Regions from separate parts of the Zea mays genome. Here region 1 is linked to region 2. A link is a contact called in public Hi-C data. All regions are on one chromosome and are shown on one strand. Each heading gives the region's core, a stretch centred on a gene start, on an enhancer-like site or on the middle of the called end of the contact. The rest is flanking DNA. Distances are from core to core; before and after follow the strand shown. Region 1 holds the start of LOC100281248 (chlorophyll a-b binding protein 2). Region 2 holds the start of LOC103633138 (NAC domain-containing protein 86).

Evidence for each region. Hi-C and Micro-C count contacts between places; a contact is called where the count stands out from the background.
Region 1: a Hi-C map of tassel shows a contact between it and region 2, with 2.8 times the contacts expected there. The contact joins the promoter of LOC100281248 here to the promoter of LOC103633138 in region 2. A contact is called at or near these places in 6 of 25 Hi-C or Micro-C datasets (bundle sheath, ear, leaf and 1 more) and 1 of 3 datasets of contacts at active chromatin or transcription factors (leaf).

What each region holds. Positions count from the first base shown.
Region 1 is chr7:153,470,067-153,476,628 of Zm-B73-REFERENCE-NAM-5.0, forward strand. LOC100281248 (chlorophyll a-b binding protein 2) reads right to left here and starts at 2,530. Exons shown (of 1, transcript NM_001154167.2): 1 at 1,453-2,530. The coding sequence starts at 2,478. The coding sequence ends at 1,690. It overlaps LOC100276891, which reads left to right and starts at 3,103. Exons shown (of 7, transcript NM_001150592.1): 1 at 3,103-3,288; 2 at 3,645-3,724; 3 at 3,834-3,904; 4 at 4,157-4,227; 5 at 4,317-4,398; 6 at 4,978-5,027; 7 at 6,100-6,442. The coding sequence starts at 3,208. The coding sequence ends at 6,186.
Region 2 is chr7:152,980,144-152,987,618 of Zm-B73-REFERENCE-NAM-5.0, forward strand. It overlaps LOC103633138 (NAC domain-containing protein 86), which reads right to left and starts at 5,819. Exons shown (of 3, transcript XM_008654815.4): 1 at 5,221-5,819; 2 at 4,747-5,027; 3 at 3,175-3,985. The coding sequence starts at 5,377. The coding sequence ends at 3,686. LOC103633135 (NAC domain-containing protein 45) reads right to left here and starts at 1,208. Exons shown (of 3, transcript XM_008654814.3): 1 at 954-1,208; 2 at 589-866. The coding sequence starts at 1,110.

The DNA.
Region 1 (6,562 bases), core at 1,280-3,779, 490 kb after region 2:
AATTGCCTTGCCGTGTTGCCTTGTTGGGCTAAGACCTGGGGCCTGGTGCGCTGCCATGCTGGGCTTGGTGGCCGGCTTGACCTCAACTCATTCATACAAACATGTGAGACGTACACATATGAAATACCCATGGGTAATCGGGTTCGGATTATCGCTTCCCAAACCTATACCCGTTTACCTAATGGATAAAAATTTTGTCTCATATCCATACCCATGGTGACAATTTTTGTCCTATACCCGTACTCTAATAGGGAAATTCCCCACGAGAAGACATCTATATCTATGGTTGTAATAGTCATTGTGTTCTAAGAGTTTAAGATATCTTCGCTTAAGCTCCATTTCACTATTTATCTGCGCTGAATATGCCGGGTGATTGGGCTTTGGTAGTGTTGTGCATCCAACTCTTAGATCTTGTCTGAACTATACACACGTGCGAGCTGTGCATTGTAATTATAAAAAATCAGAGAATAAATAGTAGTTCTCTCTATGTTGGATCTTTGTGTTTTTCTACTTGTATCGACTAGCTGGCGACATATTTCATAACATATATAGTTCGCATAGACTGGTGTAACACCATGACACTTAGCGACCATTTCAGAGACATAATCATATACAGGACAGGAATTTTGAAGAAATGATTTTATTTTCGTTATTAGGAAATTAAAGCAATGCTGAGAAGACGATAGAGCAATGCTGGTGTCATCGGTACCAACAGGTAGCCAACTGGGCTGAATTGGGTGGACACAATCCAACAAAATGATGAGAGAAGGTTCTTGTGTTGGTTGTTTGTGTCTTATTGTGAAAGAATTACATAAATGATCACTTTAGGAAAGATTTGTTCGGTTAGAAGTGAATTTAAGAGGAGGATTTAAATCTATTTCTAGTCAAATTTGAATAGAGATAGATTTAATCCACTTAAATTCTGTCCGATTACCATATAAGGGTTAGTTTGGTTGCGTCTGAATCAAAATGGATTGAGAGAGATTAAATCCTTTTTATTTAATTTTAACTAGTGAGAGATTTAGTCCTGTATAATCCGCTTCGATCCAGACGTAACTGAACAAGCGCTAAAAGAGGTACAGTGTGGTCATAAGACATGGACGATCGACTGTGTGAATTTACGCATTTCATTCATATGCAGGGTCAGGATAAAGCTGTGTCATTAGATGGTGCAAATGCATTCTCGATTTTTTTTTAAAAAAAATATTTTGATTAAAATTTCTCCATATATATGCTGCTCATATGATATATACAAGTATATGCATCTGTTAAGACAAGTATACCCTCTTTCTATTTTCTCTAGATTCGTTCGTTACTGTTTAAGTGCATATCTTATTTGTTTGCCCACATTTAAATGGTATAAGACTACTTTCATTTTCATTGATATCTGCTGTTTATCCAAGCACATTTATGCTTGCCTTCTTAAGATAAAGAGCTAGAGAGAAAAAGGAGTATAGAAGAAAAACAAATTAATGGATATCAACAATTAACCAGCAGGAAACAAAAACCACCACTATTGCACAAACATGGTTCATCTTAGTGTACAACGCCAACTCATCATCTCGACTTGCCTATGCAATGCAACGTGAAACAAAAGACACACATGCATCTCGCAGCATCAATCAATCCACGTACGTACACCCTCTCCGATCCGAAAGACAATGAAGTTGCATAGCATAGCCGTTGAGCTTAGTTGCCGGGGACGAAGTTGGTGGCGTAGGCCCATGCGTTGTTGTTGACTGGGTCAGCGATGTGGTCAGCGAGGTTCTCGAGCGGGCCCTTGCCGGTGACGATGGCCTGGACGAAGAAGCCGAACATGGAAAACATGGCGAGGCGGCCGTTCTTGAGCTCCTTCACCTTGAGCTCGGCGAAGGCCTCGGGGTCGTCGGCCAGGCCGAGGGGGTCGAAGCTGCCGCCAGGGTACAGCGGGTCGACGACCTCGCCGAGCGGCCCGCCGGCAATGCGGTAGCCCTCGACGGCACCCATGAGCACGACCTGGCAGGCCCAGATGGCGAGGATGCTCTGCGCGTGGATCAGGCTGGGGTTGCCGAGGTAGTCCAGCCCGCCCTCGCTGAAGATCTGGGAGCCGGCCTTGAACCAGACGGCCTCGCCGAACTTGACGCCGTTGCGGGAGAGCAGCTCGGGGAAGACGCAGCCGAGCGCGCCGAGCATGGCCCAGCGGGAGTGGATCACCTCCAGCTCGCGGTTCTTGGCGAATGTCTCGGGGTCGGCGGACAGCCCGGCGGTGTCCCAGCCGTAGTCGCCGGGGAACTCGCCGGTGAGGTAGCTCGGGGGCTCGCCGGAGAAGGGGCCGAGGTACTTGACGCGGTCGGGGCCGTACCAGGGGCTGCCGGACGCCGCCACCTTGGGCTTGCCCACGGTCTTGCGCATGGTGATGCGGCCCTCGCCGAAGGAACCCACCTTGATGGGGGTGCCGGCCATCGCCGTGGAGGAGATCGCCATGGTGGAGGCAGCCATTGCTGAAGCTGAGCGTGAAAGTGTTGGACCGGTTGCTATAGATGCCGCTGGTGGAGTGTACCGTGGGGGGCGCACCTGGCTAAATAGCGTCGCCGGCGATCGGGTCCTTATCTCGTGGAATCTTAAGACGAGTTGCCATTGGCTCGCCGGAGGTGAGGTGGGCGGATGGGGTGGCTGATGTGGCCGCGCGCTGGCCACCAGGTCTCCGCCAGTCGCCAGATATTCTCACCGCGCCGGGCTTTTGTTTTTGCCGTGCCCGGTGCCCCTCGCGGTGAATTTTGCGGCGTCGCTAGGTGTTGGGCTCGCTGGCGTCCTATTGGCCGGTTGATCTGATACTGGCAGATATTTCGGTTGGTGTGAGTGTGACGTGGCCTCCCCTCCTTCGGATTGTTCTAGATCAATTGATCCATTTGTGGTTGTGGTTTGCCTTGACTAGTGGTAGTGGGTTCATCAGTTCATGACGCTCGGCTTAGGTGGGCTAGGCTCAAAAGCTCAACTCAGAATAGTTTTGGGCTAGGCCTTGTTCTGTAAGGGGTCGGTTCGTGGGCAACGAGGACTCCAAACGGGCTGCGTGCACGGACATCTCACCCTTGTCGCGGCGTCGTGCACCCGAGTAGGCCGGTTGTGTCGATCTGTGGAGAGGAGACACGTCACGTTACGATCCCCAACTTAACGCCGATCGGAGGCCGGAGAGACCGGCTCAGCCTCGCTCCGCCGCCGCCGGCGACCATGTCCCTGGCGGCTATCTTCGTCTTCCTCATCGTGTCCGCGCTGCAGCTGCTCTACCGCTACCTCGACCTCGCCAGAAAGGTCAGCGCCGCCCCCCTCCCCATCGCGCGTTGCGCCTCCCATCCGTCTCCTAGTCTCGAGACCTGGATCTTCCGTGAATTCTGATTGGGCGGAAGAGTAGCCTACCATCAGTTCCATCTATTTCGTCCATGAATTGAACTCTGATTCCGAGGAACTATTTCCCATGGCCCTAGACAGTTTGGATTTTGATGCAAATTTCTCAACCTTTGGCCGAGGCGACTGTAACTGTTGAATGCAGGCTCGAGTCTTTGTCTTCCCGGTCTCCCTATCTGTTAGCCTGTAGTCTGCGGTTTTGTATTTATTTCGCTCTAGTGTTTCCACTTGCCACTCATGCGTTCTGTGCTTTTGTCATCCAGAGCGGAGGACTTAGTGATGAGCAGATCAAAGTGCGGCTTGAAATCAAGCAACTTCTCAAGGAGGCTGATCAGTTGTCAACGTAGGCAATTAACCTTCCTTTCGCTGTGACTCAGAGTTTCCCTATTGATCGAAGAATGATTTCCAACTGCAAATTACTCCTCGCTTCTTTGCCTGTATGTCTGCTGTAGGCCGTCCACATTTGCACAAGCTGCTAAACTCAAGCGCCTGGCTGCTGCCAAGGAGAAGGAACTGGCAAAAAGTGAGTGCTGAACTCTCATTGTCTTGTTCTGTAGCTATTCGTCTAATCGTCTTGGCCTCATCGCTTGTAAGTTGTAATACAGTACCGGAAGGCCCTGTATTTTTGGAAATGCTAGGTAGTTGCATTCCGTAGCATTGCTGTTGTTTGTTCGGGAGCAAAATTTAGCTTCTTTGTTATTTGTGCAAAATGAGGTGATGCTCCCATGATGCATTTTAACCTTCATAACTTTTTTTTCCTTTGCCTGCTTTACAGTGCAGGAACATGACCTTAAAGGGAAGCAATCCTTATACGACAAATACACAAAATTTTTGTTGGTTACTAAGGTGCTCCTATGTGAACTACCTTCTATGTCTGGTTTTCTTGTTTTGCCATGTGCTATACCTTATTAATACTAATCTTGTTCATCAAATAGGTCATAATTTATGCTGTGCTCGTTCTGTGCTTTTGGAGTACTCCTGTAACTGCAGTTCCACAACATCTTCTACAGCCCTTCGGTATGTTGATGCCACTCGCCAGAGTGTTCTAGATTGATTGTTACTCGGTATTAGCCCCTTGGGTGATGCACGAGTGACTAGTCTATTTATTTATCAGCAGAATATATCCAACATATTAATAGTCTGGTTGACTTTTGCACAATTTGAATCTGAGAACTGCGAGAGGAAATTTTCACACACCTAGCAACACTGACCCAATATGTGGAGTGACTTACTTCCCACATTCATTTCACAACTACTGCCAGAATATAAATGAATATGATTTTATACATATGACATACAAGTACTACGGTAGAAAGGCTGTGAATTGTTGTCCGAAAAAAAGGTAACTCGTTTGTGCAATCCAAGCGATTATCTAAAGGGTCAATGCTGCATCACTAGATCTTTAGATCCATTTTCAGATCAGCAATATAACTATTTGCCTTTTGGGTTGTCGAGTAGCAACATTCTTCGTAGATGGACATCCTTATGTATACTGTCAGGAAACAATTCATTTTCTTTGATTTCTCTTAGTTTCTTACATATGTGTGGTTCATGTAACCAATAATAATAATGGTGACACTTCAAATGTTTTTACAGGAAAAATGTTTTCCTGGAGAGGTGTTGATACTGCCACCGGCAATGTTGTGGTAAATACTGATTACTGTGGACCTTTTAAACTTTATGGGACACTGCAATTAAGATAGCTTTATTCGATTCATTGGTGAAATGCTGACATGAATCGAAATAACAGCATTACGTCTGTGGAGTTAGCTTAGCTTACTTGTATGTATGAAAGTGGATGGATGATGATCAGAGAAACCCACTTGCTCCAAATTTCCCTAGTAGCCCTTGAACATGGTGTGCCCTCAGGGGCGGATCTGGGCCCAGGGCTGGGGGCTGCAGCTCAGGCTCAGGTCCAGCCCCGAATACCTCCATGTAGTATACCCCCTCAACATCCCATGGGAGATGCAGCTAAGAAGGCACAGCCCCACCCGTTGAACACTAAAACATAGCACTTCAGTCTGAGATGCTGCACGCAAATCTCCTGCTGTGAATTCGTTTTTTTCGTCTTCTTCTTCGTTGGCGGCACTCTTCCAGCCCCGGACCCCAGAGGCCCAGACCTTAGAATTCTCTCGGAATCCCCAACCCTTCCTCGGGCTGACCCGCTGCCTGCCCTGGCTCGTGAGTCATGACCCTTCCGGTAGCGTTTGTCTGCTTGCCACAGCATCCACCACGTCAGGACCCAAGACGCCAACTCCAGTTGTCTGTGCCCCTCTCGGCCTCTCCCCTGCTGTGTTACAATGCTGCTAGCAGCACAGGTATTGGAAGAAAAAATACAAAATTGAACCTAACCCATTGTGATTGTTGATTATTATTTTTTATAATAATTGGTTCTAGTTGGATTGTGGTCGGAGTGAGAAAGATCAAAGACGTGTCCAAAAATAGAGGGAAAAGGGCCATGGATTGATGTATGACATTCTTTGTTACGATTTTTGTACCCACAAAGTTGCTTTAGATGTTGTTTCACCATTTTTGAATCGATATTATTGTCTGTGATCCTTATTCATAAATTATGTATCATTTTTTTAGTTTACCTTTAACAATATCTGTAAAGTCGATGCGCCACTGATGTGCCTTGTATGCAATGCTACTAGGTGGAAATCTGCACCTTGTTTTTTTTTCCCCGCAGTCCCTGACGTGGTGGTTGCCCTGGTGCAGGTTGGAATACTCCCGTGGCTGTTTTTGACCTCTCGGGTCAGCAAGATGCTGTGCCAGAAACTGGGCTTCGTGCTTGTGCGTCCGTAGCGCCTTTCCATGAGAAAGTCAGCAAGTTGCTGCACCTAAACAAGACTGCTAACTTTGTTCTTCTTCTATATCTTTTTATAATCAACTGTTTCACTTATTGTCCACTATATACTCTGTCCGTTCTTTTTTAATTGTCGTGTTTTAGTTTAAAAATTAGCGGGCGATAAATATTCGAGAACGGACTTGTAGTCATATAAATTTGCTGTGCTATGTGCTCAAGCGGATACGTGTATAAGTTACTAGTAGCCGTGAATGATGTGTAGTTTTTCCCCCTTTCCCTACCGCGGGCATCCCTGTGGTGTTGCTAACCTGTCAAACTGCATCCACGAGGGGTCTGAAATTGTGCCCTTTTCCAGCGAAGCAGTGGTGCTCTTGG
Region 2 (7,475 bases), core at 4,569-7,068:
CACATGTCTAAGCTTTATGGTAGCATCCACATGCAACTGACCTAGACTCTGTATACTCTGACTGAAGTCTGCATCATGAGGTGATGGCGGCACCTACTAAACCGTGTACAATCATGTGTTATCATTTCACATCCCCGACCAGGAATTGGATGTTAAATTTGTCTTATCAAGAACACCAGAAAAAGTGTACCATGTATGACCCCATTAGATAACTGGAAAGAAACTTCTGCTGTACTTTGTAAAGTAACTATGGTCCATGGAAGCAAGGAATACTTTATGGCCACAGAAGGATACGGGGAGAAAAGGGATAAGAGCCCTAACTTTACATGCACTCCATGCATAAACAACGTAGCTTCCTATAGAACAAACAATGCCCTAATATGTTTTTTTATGTTTCAACAAATGTCTCTTTGGCATGGACATGGTTACTACACCATTGATTAATACAGACAAACAAACATATTTTTATCTGGGGGAAGTTGGTTAATTTTTTGATACAATTGAATGCAGACTGAAATCACTAAGTGCAACAGAAACAACACACAAGGTTTAACTCATACTGATGCATAGGAACATGAATGAGGTCACCTGAATCCCCATGGTGTTCTCGCATTCGCTTTCCTCGATGCGGTACTCATGCATCACCCAGCTGGTCCTCAGCCCCTGAGGAGCTCGACCCTTGTAGTAGACCAGTGTCTTCTTCATGCCGATTGATCTGTTCTGGTAGCTGATTTGCCGATCTTTGCCTGTTGACTTCCAGTATCCTGCCTGGGTTGCGCGGTTTGTGCGGCATCCATTTGGATACTTCCTATCCCTTGGCCCAAAGAAGTACCACTCGGAGTCTCTACCAGGCAGGAATGATTTCTCTTCCAAAACAAACATATCTCAAAAATTCAGTTCGGAGTGATGAAATCTCAGGATGAACAACTGAATGAACTTGGATTTCAGGTTACCTGCTAGCTCCCAAGGCTCACATTTGTAGAGGTCTACTTCAGGGATTATGTCAAGCTCGATGCTGAGCCCATGGACCTTCCTCTTGAGGTAATAGTTCACAAGCTCCTCATCAGTTGGATGGAACCTAAAGCCTGGTGGGAGATCAGCCGGCGCCATGGCCTCCCAGCTCGCTGCCTCCTTTCTTGCTGATCTTTCTCTTTGTCTTTACCCTTTGTCTTTCCCTTCTGTTGCCGGCCACCGTGCTCTTTAGCTCCTCCGTGAAATGATTCAAAGCCTGCCCTACAAGTAGCCATGTGTTTCACTTTACAAGATTCTCACACAAGCTCTGGACGTCTTACAGCACCGCTGGATCTTCTTTTCTTATCTTTTAACAGAACAAACTTTTATTTTTATTTTCTGGATAACACGCCTTTATCATATTCATGCTAGTAGATTGCATAGGGCTGTCCGGCTGTGTTGGGATGTGAAAGTTGTCACGGCATTGCCCTCTTGCGCCGTGGGGGTATGTTCTTTTTTTCACTGAACTTGTTTTTGTGTCTCAGAAGCTTGGTCTCTTTGAAGTGTCATAGATCAGAACGGGACCAAAGGTGAGGGTACGGTGTTCTAGTAACATGTCTCTATGTATCGGGATCAACATTGCAAAACAGAAAGTTTATGGAAGGTAAAAAGAAAACTAAAGGTCCATGCAGCCATGAGGCCTTCCAGCGTCAATGAGCTTGCATTGCTATCTATTTAGCCATCTAGATCAGACAAAACTTTTGACTTTGGATTCTGATAAAGGAGCACTCGAGTACAAAGGATCGTCATTCACGGTTTTAGTCTAGCATATATGTCTGTGGATGCATAAACTTGATTGTCTTCCCCCGTAATAGATATGGTCTAGTTCCTTTCTTTCTTTAAATGAAAGATTTTATAAACAGTGATCACAGTCTCAACCAATATAACAGAGATTTTATTTGATTTCAACCTTGGTTGGGGAACAATGCGTTCTATCCATCCTGAGCTAACTTGCTGTTTTCTTCTTCTTAACTTCCCCAACCCTACAATGACAACATGCATTTAAAGAGGTCTGCAACTGTAGCCTTACCCAATTCTACAGAAAAGACATGCACCCCTTTGAGCAGCATGTGGTCGAAAGCAAATTTTGCAGCTAAATGTGGATTTGCAAATTGCTTTTGCAGTTGATATGCCGGTTGAAATGGCGGAACAGTTCAAAGGTGGTGACGTGGTGTGTTGACATCAAGGAGGCGCTCTGAACATTACAGAGGCTACATTCTTGTGACGAAGTGTCACCATGAAGATGCTTGTAATGTAGACTTCTGAACTTTAGTTTTGCTTGATACCTAGAAACATGATAGAATACAACAGTACTACTTTGCTAAAATCTACAGAATTCTTCAGCATATTGATTATCTTAAGTCTGCTATCATGTCACTTCTCGGAGGTAATTTGCTGTGACATGTTGAAAAATGAATCCCAAGAATGTCAAGGTAGGAGGTGCAAAGCATTTCTATATAGCCAAACTGGTCATAGTTATTGACCTGGAAGGGGTTCTGATTGACATTCCAGAAAGGGCTGCTGCAACATCATGTGTTTAACCACTGACATTACTTATGGAATAGTATTTCTTCAATCCTTTCATCCTTTGTGAACCCAAGTGTTTTTAGCTCAGCGTAGCATCGATACTGACAGCATGTGATCTAACGCCTGCTGTTAGGCTTTTCCATATTAGCGGATCTATAGAGACCTTTATATATGTTCTCCAGACTTCACTCATGTTCTGTATATATGATACTTACTCCGTTCTTTTTTATTTATCGTCGTATAGTTTAAAAATGAACTAGCGGGCGACAAATATTCGAGAATGGAGGTAGTATAATTTTAAGAAAAAAAAACACTGATGTCTGAACAAGATATACAGCCTTTCTGCTGGTTATATATGCTTAAAGTGAAAACCGGTTTCTTACATGTGTAAGTAGATATTTGATGTGTTGCAAAATGAGGCATTGTTTTTGACAAATAATCTCCAAACTTTTCAGTAACATAATATTTATATATGTCAATATATGCAAATATTCTCATCTTATGATAACATGTACACCAGTGAACTGTTGAATTCTTTTTTTGTTTTCCCATTTTATTGGCAGAACTCGGATGCAATTAGTAAGATGAGCAGAATAGTTAGATTTTGGAGATCGATACAAGTTAAGAGGACAGGTATAATATTCATAATAATTGTCTTCAATTTCCATTCATAATGCGCATTATATTTCATCTGACATATAGGCACAAGACAAAAACTATGCAATTGCATAGCTACAACCAGTATGCTTCACATAAGAGAAAAAAAGACACCACTCAAAAAGTACAATACATGCGATGGAAAACCCAAAGAAGAAGAAAATAAGGGGGAGCTGGTTGTTTTATATACTATATATATATAATATAGGAGTATATATAACCCTCCTTATGAACTCAACTCAAGGAAGGATTCTGAGAACAATCTTGAGGCGGCAACGATCCTTCAACCCCCAGCAATAGGATGGAAGCTGAAAACCCCAAAGATGCATGCTTATTGTGCTATGATCTTACACTTTGTAGACATGATCACGGTGGTTATTGATGGCTAGCCGGCATCATCATCACCATCTCGATCAGAGAAAAAGGAGGAAAAATAGTTATTAGGAGGATTTCTCAGTCGCATCATTTTTGAACAACAGATAAAAGGGTTTCAGCTGGCCAGGGCCACACGGGAGGTGCTCTCCTCGGCGCCGTCCGCCGTGCTGGAGCACCACGCGTCGTCGGATATGAACTGCATCCAGGACTCATCCTTTTCCGCGTCGTCGTCGGCTCCACCGGATGTGGACGCGACGGGCACATCCGGCGACGAGGTCTGGTACTCCTGGCTGCCGCTGGTGAGCAGCTGCTGGCAGGCGCCCTCCAGCAGCGCCATGCTGCACTGCGCTTGCAGGCCGTCCACCTCGGTGCAGATGGCGTTCTTCTTGAAGACCCGGCATAATGCATAGGTGTCCTGAGTATGAGAATGCCAGCACAGAGCAAGGGAAAAGTCATTAATAACCAGTAATATCTAGTACGACACTGACGCATGCATGATTATGTTTGTACTACATTTGCTATATCTCGAACATAAACCATGCATGCCCTTTACTAATTACTGTTATACTCTATTAGGAAAGAGAGGACGTAGATTTGCGCAAGAGAAAGGGACGGCGAGGGAAGAGAAGGGTGTGCGAGGCTGATGATGGATTCAACATGGAATAAAGCAGAAAGCGCGGGACACCGACTCGCTCCGCGCCATGAGAGCGGGAAGAGGGAGAAACGGTTTGCTTTGCCCTTTAATACGTCATGGACGACATGATCAATGGACAGCCCAATGGTGATCATGTCTGCTGATCGACGGTGCTTGAAAAAAGAGCAGATTAGAGAGGATTCACGGCCAATCTACTAGACTACTGTATATAGAGACACGAGAAAGGAGGGCTAGCTAGCATCCGAAAAATTTATGTGTCGATAAGAGGACAGAAAGAATTAAAGGGGCCCAACGTCATGATGTATCAACATGCACTACGTACACAGCACGTGGTATATCACGATCATCATGATGAAATCACGATCTAGCTAGCTAGCTACGTACTTCAGTAGTATAGCTAGCTGCTGGTAATCAGTTGAGCATGCATACCGGCCAGTTCATTGTAATTGTAAGCTACTACCGGCAGCAGGTAATCACAAAGCCAATGCAAGCTGCTAGTAGCATAGCAGGTAGGTAATAACCTGGATGGGCAGCGTGTCCTCGGCGTCCTTGTCGTCGAGGCGGTACTCGTGCATGACCCAGTCGGTGCGGACCCCCTGCGGCGCGCGGCCGCGGTAGTAGACGAGCGTCTTCTTCATGCCGATGGAGCGGCCGCCGTGGTGCAGCACGCGGCGGTCCTTGCCCGTGGACTTCCAGTACCCCGCCCGCGTCGCGCGGTTGGTGCGGAACCCGTTGGGGTACTTGCGGTCCCGTGGCCCGAAGAAGTACCACTCAGGGTCACGGCTCGGCAGGAACGACTTGTCTGTGCATGCATGAAATGAAATATTCAGATCATCATCATATGCAAGCACAAAAATAATCACGAATTCACGGTCGATCGATCGTCGTATCTCGATCAAGCCGCGGTGCGGCGGATTGAGTTTGAGTGCAGCAGAGAGAGGACGAGAGCGAGATGCACGGAAGGGGAAGAAGGCATGCATGTGTATAATACGTACCTGCGAGCTCCCATGGCTCGCACTTGTAGAGGTCGACCTCAGGGATGATGTCCAGCTCGATCTTCAGCCCGTGGATCTTGCGCTTCAGGTAGTAGTTCACCAGCTCCTCGTCCGTCGGGTGGAACCGGAAGCCCGGCGGGAGCCCCACCGGCGCCATGATGATGATACCGATCTGTCTCTCTCTCCCTCTCTCTCCGGCGGCGGCGGTGAAGCGATGAGCTACTACTTAAACGAAGCAGCAGAAGTACGTACTGATGATACCACCGCCGCGCGCCGGCCGGCGGATGATGACAGACGCCGAGGAGGAGGGCGCCCGGCCGGCGGTGCACCGGCTGGCGAGAGGATCCTACACAGCAGCTCGCTAGCTAGCACGCGCGGGGGTGTGTGATCTGATGAGCGTTGCCAAAGACACCTTGCTTGCTCTCTTCCTCTTTGGGCACTGCTGCGGATCGATGCCTTTACCTGCAGCGGAACCCCGGCCCCTTATAAGCAGTTTTTCTCCCGATCGATCGCCGGCGTCAGCAGGTGGTGGTGGCCCGGCCTGGCTCTGGGTCTGGGGTCGGTCGACACGGGCACACAGACACAGTCATGCCTCTCTTACGATTCTGGGCGATCGGATGGCCACCTTTATTTGTCGCTTTCCCAGATTCCCTAGCTAGCCCTCAGCCCCTCACAAGCTTGCCACTTTTTGTTTTCCGTGGGCTCCAGCTCCAGCTCCAGGATCATGCTTGCCGCCCATGGCCCCTTCTTCTCTAGGGTGAGTTTGGTTGCGGGACAGTAAGGGGATAGTCATGTTCTCAATCCCTGATCCCAACCAAACAAACTTATTTAAGAGATCGTCCCGTCCCATCCCATCCTATCATTGCAAACAAACGCACTCTAAAAGTCCAGTCTAGACGACTAGACTCCTCTCTTCTAGTTCCAACCCCTGCATTATATTGACAGATGCATACCGACCTGGGTCTCCCCTCTGCCCCTCGCTGATTTACTAGCTGCAGTACATCGCGGCGCAGGTTTTACTCTAAAGTCTAGTGTGGAGATACAAAAGCTTAGTTTTTTTTTAATTTTTTCACTAAGGAGACATACAAAATCCCTTCCTTTTTTTATGTCTCCCTATATATAGTCCCTATTCTCCCTGGTCTATATTTGATCTTGAGTACTTTTTTGGTTGATGAGAGATTGATATGTACGAATCGTTCTGTTATAGATTATGGGGATCACATACATTAGACCGCTTCACTTCTACAGAAATTAATATTTTTCAGTCATGTAAGTTTTTTTTTTGACAGAGACAACTTTATTTTTCGTCACCTTTAAGAATACATTTATAGAGTTGCTTCTATTTTTAAAGGCGGCTCTAGCTGTCTCTATAAATCTAATTTCCAGCTGTCTCTGTAAATCGGTGAATCGAGGTAGAAAAATAGAGGTACCCCGTTTTCATAGAGGCGTTCTAGCCGTCCGTCTCTATAGATCCGGCCTATGTAGCTTGTCGGTGATCAAAAGAGCATAGTATATCCTAGGGTAGGCTGCTGAAATTGAATTTTGTAGTACCTAGCTAGTTAGATATCTGATCGCTCAAACTCTCCATGCGTACGTGTAGTTCCAGACACCCCAGTTCCATTATATTTTGGAGCGCAAAACAAGCTTGATCGGTTATGTTTGCTTAACCCTACTTAAGTTTGGTGTTTCAAAGTCGTGTTCAACCTTGCTAATAAAAAATGTTTCCAACTTTGCTGGTATTTATATATTATTGGTTCTTGTTTTATATCTCCTCGGTCCTGAGGAGTGAGGAGACAACAATGTGTCACCAACTTTGCCATGAATAAGGGCTTGTTCTATTATTTATGTTATATGTGGATTAGATTGAAATGTATTTTAACTTGTTATGGATTTTAATCGACTCAATACCATCTAATACGTATGGATTCGCATCAAAAAAACGACAAGCCGTAATGTGGATCGAGCTGCGTGTGTATCTGTGTCACTGTGTGTACTCCGTGACAAAAAGCAGAAAAGAAAGGCAACGGGAGAAGGAAGCTAAGATAAAGAATGGAAGGAAAAAATATCTTTGGAAGTCTTGAGGAAGAAGGGGATACAGAGGAGCTTTGCTGTCTCAGCTTTAATTTACTTTCAGGGACCGGATCCATATCCATGATCGTCACCAAATTTGAAGGACAAGCGAAGCACTGCATGTACATTATGCAAAATAGATAAGGGCATGTTCGGTTAGTTCGGAACGGAGGCCTAGAATTATT